Linked DNA regions of Mus musculus: region 1 is linked to region 2. Evidence: chromatin contacts called from public HiChIP or PLAC-seq data. All regions are on one chromosome and are shown on one strand. The core of a region is the stretch at or near the end of the contact, and the rest is flanking DNA. Distances in the headings are between cores, read along the strand shown.

Region 1 (3,186 bases), core at 76-2,575, 210 kb after region 2:
ATTCTCTTATTCACTGTTTGTGTCCCAGAGCTCTGTCCACCCCAAGCTAGAGGCCCTCTTCTGCCTTGTCTTATTTCTGGATCTGTATACATCCTCCAAGATGGAATTTCTTTTTTCTTTTTTTCCCGTCCTGAATAATCTGGCTATTCCCCTGTAGCTAAGGAACTGAGTGTCTCTTGAGACCCTGGGGGCTGTTAGGCTTTTTACCCGGCAGCAACAACCTCATATGGCAGACTTTATCATTAATGATACCTTTGAGTATTTTATACATGCCAGCTTCTCATTCACCCGAGGAGGGAGGCAGGGAACCAGATGACCAAGCATTCTTTCTAGTTCCTATATCATAATTATCACTTGCTGAGGGAGCTGGTATGAGATGACTTTAGCTGATTTACAGAACTATTTTCTGGTATGGGCTGCTAGCTCGTTGCTGAGGCAGAGGGAAGATTCAGTGGCAAGGTGCCCTTTCTATCTTGCTACTTCTAGAAGCAGCAGCTTCTGCTTTCGAGTCAAAGCCTGGTGGCCTCTGGGGGGCCAGACAAAAACTTATATGCTTTTCAAAGCATGAGTCATTGGTCTTTTTTGTGACTGTCCTCTGTTTTAAGAACATGGTAATTACTGAATCTGGGAGCACAGCTGTCCTTGGGGTGTGTATCAAACCATCTGGTCCCCACGATGTTCCCAAGTTACTTTCGTACCCAGTGGGCTTTTGTTTCTACCTTGTGAATTCACCTGATCACCACATCGACTGCCTGCTCATTGTCCTCTGTTGTGTCTTTGGCATGTTTCCTCTTATTGTTTGATGGCCTAGACAGCCCTGCCTGATGTTCCTGAGGTCACTGCATTAGGCAATATCCCAGGAACAATGATCATAGTGATATTTTTAGAGAAGGCCATGTGAGGCGATGGAAATTGTACGCAGTGTTCAGTATCCATGCCTGTGATTCAGATTTGGGCTCATCCACTCATGCGCAGGCTAAGTGACCTGAGTCTGAAGGGCCTCAATTTCCCATGAGACCATCTAACATAATGGCACCACCCGAAGAGTTATGGTGATTAAATGAAACAACAGAGCATTTGATTTAGAGCAATTCATAGCACTTACTAGATCCCTCTTTTTTTTTTAAAGCCAATTTAGTTCCTACTCCTCTTGAGCTTTCATTATAGCATCTTGATTGGAGAGAATTAAAATGCAGTTGAGATTGCTTTCCTGAGAAACCAAGGGACAATATTTCTCAAGCAATTATCTCCAAAGGAGAGCTAACCTGGGAAGAAGGATATTTACATAAGAGGTGACTCAGTCTCTGGGTGATTTATGTCTCCTGTATACACCATGCTGGGAGGGGGTTGCAGACATGGTCTCTACCCTCTATGCAGCTCTCTTTATAGTTGTGTCCACCTGATATTTTGCACATATCCATCAGTGCTGTCAGAATGAAGGGGCAAAAGAACTAAGCAGCTCCAACCCATCATTCATTGTTGGTGAACCAAAACTGCCTATGGTATCTCGGAGGTCTAGGTTGAATTCTTTTCATGTTCCTAGCTGGTTTTCCAATATTGACAGGTCTGTTCTCTTACTAAACCCCAGTTTCTTTGTCTACAAATAGATGTAGGAAATCTTACTCATCTTCAAGATGATTTAAGTGTGAAGGGAGGAAAGATCTGAACCCCAGTTGCTTCATAATGAAGAGTGAATTGCAGCATAAAATGGAAAAGACCAAAGCAGGACTCAGATATAGTTTTGTGGTCTATTACTAAAACAATTAGAAGCATTTTATGGTGCTTGTTGCCTTCCTCATTAGACTGGTTTCTTTCATATATCACATGTATAGGGTTTCTCATGACCTACCTCTGTCATCTTGGATTAGACCCTTCAGGCTAATATGATTGCTTCTGGGTCAACCCCTATAACCACTTGATTTTTCTTCCCACTCTGAAGCTAGGACTAGTGCCACTCAAAGCCTCTGCTAGGCTGTGAGGGAGGTATGAAAGCTGAGATAATGTTGGGAAGACAAATACCATACTACTCAGAGAAGCATTTTTAAGGATCAAGGAACTGCCATGATAATACTTTAGCTGGAGGTTTTTAAACATTGACCCAGGCAGGCAGAAATTCAACTTCACAAGTAGAACTAGCTATCCCTCCTAATACATACCAAATCTCATTCCCAATGCACTTCTCAGATTTCTCATTCTATTATCTACTTCCTGCCTGTCATTATTATTAATTTATATGGCTGGATCAATAATGGTTCTCCTTCCTCACTCGTTTTCTAACCACCAGATCTGCAACTGTTACTTACATAGATGGTAAAAAGACTTCAAATATTAGCCTAAAGATTTACAGATTATGTAGGTAGATTACAGATAATGTAATCACAGAATCCTCCTAAGAGTGATATGGAGGAGGTGAAAGATGGTGAGATCAGGGGTTGGAGTGCTGGGATTTGAAGATGGTGGAATACAAGTCAAGAAACACATACTAAACACTACAGAGGGGAAAGAAATCAATTCTATCTGCTCACAGCCTCCAGAAGAAGGCAATCTTGCTAATACCTTTAGTCCAATAATGTGAATTCCAGACTTCCAGTTTGTAAAACATATGACAATGGATGTGTATTGCTTTAAGCTGCGACTATTATTATTATTATTATTATTATTATTATTATTATTGTGATAATTTGTCATAGTACCAATAGGATAGTTATACAATATAAAAATAAGAGCTACCCTATGTCGAGCCAGCTGCTCAGCTAAGTGCTTTTGTATTATTTCACAGAACTCTCACAATGACAGTTGGTGTCTGTGGTTGTTAGTATTCTGTGTCAATGGACCAGATTGAGATTTGTGAGACATACTCTTTCACTTACAGAAAGAAAATCTTGTGGGATAGAGGTCCCTCGATCTAATAAAAGAGAAAAGGAGACAACCAACCAAATACCAGCATTGACTTTCTCTGCTTCCTCATCCACCATGGCTTCACAACAATCGCAAACTGACCCCTGACTCCACCCGGAACCTGAGCCCAAACAAACCCTTTCTGTCTAACGTTGAGTCTGTCAAGTGTTTTGTCACAATTTAATGGTAATTGTTGCCATTAAAGCTTAATTCATTCATGCTCAAACAGAATAAAAATGATGTGCCATGTTTTTCTGAACACACATTCTTCAGACGAAGGCTGTCTAA
Region 2 (3,293 bases), core at 197-2,696:
ATGATCCAGACAACTCACTAGGCATAGGTCTTCCCATGAGTTATCTAAAATTATTAATAACTGATAAGCCTCCATATATATATATGTATGTATGTATGTATATGTATGTATATATGTATATATATATATATCCTGGCTGATGAGTAACTTTCATGTGTTGATAAGGGAAATCACTGGAGGGCCAAATTCTTTCAGGGTGATAATGCAGCTCTTCTTTCAGGAACTCTGAGAAGGAAAGGGGCTTCAAGAGGCTATAATTACCAATAGCTAGTGATTTGGTCCATCTTGCCTGTCCATCTATTCCTGAAAAAGACAACCTAAAGCAGGATGAATTTATTTGAGCTTGAGGTTTCAGAGGGCTCAATACATGGTCACGTGGCCCTGTGTTTTTGGGTAGAACATCATGGTAGAAAACTCATGTTTGATTCTCAGAATTCATTAAGTAGCCAAAAACTACTGTAACTCCAGTCCCAATGGATCCAATGTCCTCTTCTGATTTCTACATGCAGCAAGTATACACATACTTCATATACATACACACAGGCAAAGCACTTGTCTTTGTTAAGGTTTCTATTTCTGGAACGATGACCAAATACCATGACCAAAACTTGGGGAAGAAAGGGTTTGTTTAGCTTACACTTCTACAGTGTAGTCCATCACTGAAAAAGTCAGGACAAGAACGCAAGCCGGGCTGGAACCCTAAGGCAGGGGCTGATGTAGAGGCCATAGAGGGGCACTGATTATTGGCTTGTTTCAGGTCTACCAGCCCAGGGATGGTACCACCTATAAATGGACTGGGCCCTCCACTACCAATCAGTAATTAAGAAAATGCCCTACCGGTTTGTCTACAGCCCAATCTTACAGAGACATTTTCTCAGTTGAGGCTCCCTCCTGCTGGTGACTCTAGCTTGTGTCAAGTTGGCATAAAACTATCCAGCACAATGTTCAGATATATTAAATAAATAAATAAATAAATAACCTCTCTCTCACACACACACACACACACAGAGAGAGAGAGAGAGAGAGAGAGAGAGAGAGAGAGAGAGAGAGAGAGAGAGAGAAACACAGATACACACATGGGGAGAGAGAGACAGAGAGACAGAGAGACAGAGACAGAGACAGAGACAGAGACAAAGACAGAGAGAGATTAGAATGAATCACAGTGTACCCTGTTGGCCTTCCTTATAAAACTGGAGAACCATCTGGTATTTAAAAACAAAAACAAAAAAACTTCATATATTGGATGTTAGACATGGTGTCAGAAAAAAATACAGACTTGACACCCATAAAAAGTCTACTTCATTGTATTTGAGGAACAATGCCTGCCCTTTTCCTTCTGAGAGACATTCCCTGAACCCCATGACCTGGCTAATCCAAGAGGACTATGCTCCGCTGAGTGGCTCTGCCCCACTGACTCAACTTCTGATTCAACCGTCCTCCTGGGTGTGTGTACAAGAAAGATGCCACACCCAAAGCTGTCATACTCATTGTCCCTGAGGTCCAGAGACCAAACAAGACTAGCCAAGGAATCTGTTGTTATGCTTGCCCCACCCCTGTCCCCTAGGCATGGGCAGCCAGCCTATGTACAATAATATACTGGAGAGGTGGTCCCTCTTCTCAACTGAGCACCTATTTATTGGACACAAGTGTAAGACTGGATCCAACAAGAATGGTAGCCTGAGTCAAGTCTCTGAATTATGAGAACATATTTGGGAATTGATCCCAGGTAGACAACAGAGCAAGTAAGATGGGAAGAAAGCCATTCTTGGATGTATTAAAGAGCAGGATACAGAGATGGTAATCTGAGCTCACCACACTGGAGACCTTGGAGGATGCTATGAAGCACACCTCAGAGTAGAGCCTCTAGAGACAGGGAGGCTAGAGTGCTTTCTGTCCCACTCTAGTCCCCAGTTGGCTAAGGAAGGACTGCCCCTGGGCAGTTAGATCCATGAAGTTCTGACCTGGACCATGTGCAGTCTAAGGTCACCAAGAAGATCCCTTGGGGAAGAATAGCGGTTGAAGCCTTGGGTACAAGGAGCAATGTGAGCCCAGATGATCCAAGTTAAACGCCTGGTACCCAAAGACTCTACCCATCAGATGATGTACCAGGTCCTAAGGTAGGACCTTGGGCCAGTCAAGAGGTAGCTGTAACCAAGCAAGTAAAAACTTAGGCTACGCCCAGCACAGTGCTGTGAGCAGCAATGGAAGTCAGTCAGACTTTGTCAGGTATGTAGTTCAACCCATGGAAGTCATAGGAGAAAAAAGAAACAGACAAGATTACTTCTAATAATAGGTCACATGTAGCAAAATAGTATCACATCCACATGCCATCAGTGGAACATGTCTGCATCTGTTTTGTCATGCGAACTCTGGGAAACTAATATATTTTATTCTTACATCTCAAGTTGGACAAGCCACGCTTACGGTTCTTAACAGGAGCTTGCAGCATTAGAGTGACAGTGTTAGAGCACCATTGAAGACAACCCAGGGGCAGCAACTTTCTAAAGCACTGAGGACAAAAATCTAAGACTTGCATGGTTAAGCCTTGACCTCACTGTCCAAGTCGTTGACTTTTGTGACATCATAGCCCTAGGTTTTGTCACTTTTGTCTCACACACACCTTGGGCATTTACACATGCCACCCCAGAATACTTTGCAAACTGACCCCACCATAACTTCGGGTCTGACTCCACATCGTCCCTCCTCCCTGCCCTGGCTCCTCCCACTTCAGATGCTTCCTTCTCTCTTTGCCCGGGCTTATTTTTGTAAGTTACATACCATCAGAAATTATCTTGTTTTTTTAATGTTATTTATAGATTTTCCTGTCTTTCTTGCTAGGAGCTGAATGCCCAGCTTCTGTAGCAATGCCTGGCAAAACAGCAGATGCTTTATCAATATTTGCTGAATAAATGAATAAATAAGTCACTGCTCTAGAGAATTCAGCAGAGACCAACTCTGACACCAACACTATGACAAAGCCTCATTGGTATTCCATCGCATGGTGTGGTGTGATCACCAATAGAGGCTTGTTTTGAGAATGGGAAAGAGGTGACAGAGAAGGGAAGGAGGCTGGAGGGGACAGGAAGTGGCGACTTTAGCCAGAGAGCCCTTCACAGAGGAGCCAGGTCTTGGAGAATATGAGTGTGTGCTGGACAGGAGACGGAAGCGCATGCGCAAAGGCAGAGGCAGAGAAGAGCATGGCTAACCCGTGTCAACAGCCTCCCTATCTACTACTCCCACCCCCACAGAAGGGCTTGCAAGGCTTCTTATTCATTTCTTTCTACAGAACGTGC

What was found. HiChIP or PLAC-seq counts read pairs in DNA pulled down with a chosen protein or histone mark.
Region 1: a FOXA1 HiChIP or PLAC-seq map of pancreatic cancer cells shows a contact between it and region 2. The contact joins two enhancer-like sites. A contact is called at or near these places in 2 of 484 Hi-C or Micro-C datasets (uterus and ventricular fibroblasts) and 2 of 115 datasets of contacts at active chromatin or transcription factors (fibro-adipogenic progenitors and pancreatic cancer cells).

What each region holds. Positions count from the first base shown.
Region 1 is chr15:64,541,781-64,544,966 of GRCm38.p6, forward strand. All of the region lies in intron 1 of Gm30632 (a long non-coding RNA gene), which reads left to right. Among named protein-coding and RNA genes, the nearest start is that of Gm30632, 9.4 kb to the left of the region's middle. Within about 2 kb of position 1,326, at least 46 of the 459 cell types and tissues checked have an H3K27ac peak or open chromatin away from gene starts, as enhancers often do. A contact at or near this core is called in fibro-adipogenic progenitors and pancreatic cancer cells, where this site is marked.
Region 2 is chr15:64,329,780-64,333,072 of GRCm38.p6, forward strand. All of the region lies in intron 2 of Asap1 (ArfGAP with SH3 domain, ankyrin repeat and PH domain1), which reads right to left. Among named protein-coding and RNA genes, the nearest start is that of 1700010G06Rik, 17 kb to the left of the region's middle. Within about 2 kb of position 1,447, at least 42 of the 459 cell types and tissues checked have an H3K27ac peak or open chromatin away from gene starts, as enhancers often do. A contact at or near this core is called in fibro-adipogenic progenitors and pancreatic cancer cells, where this site is marked.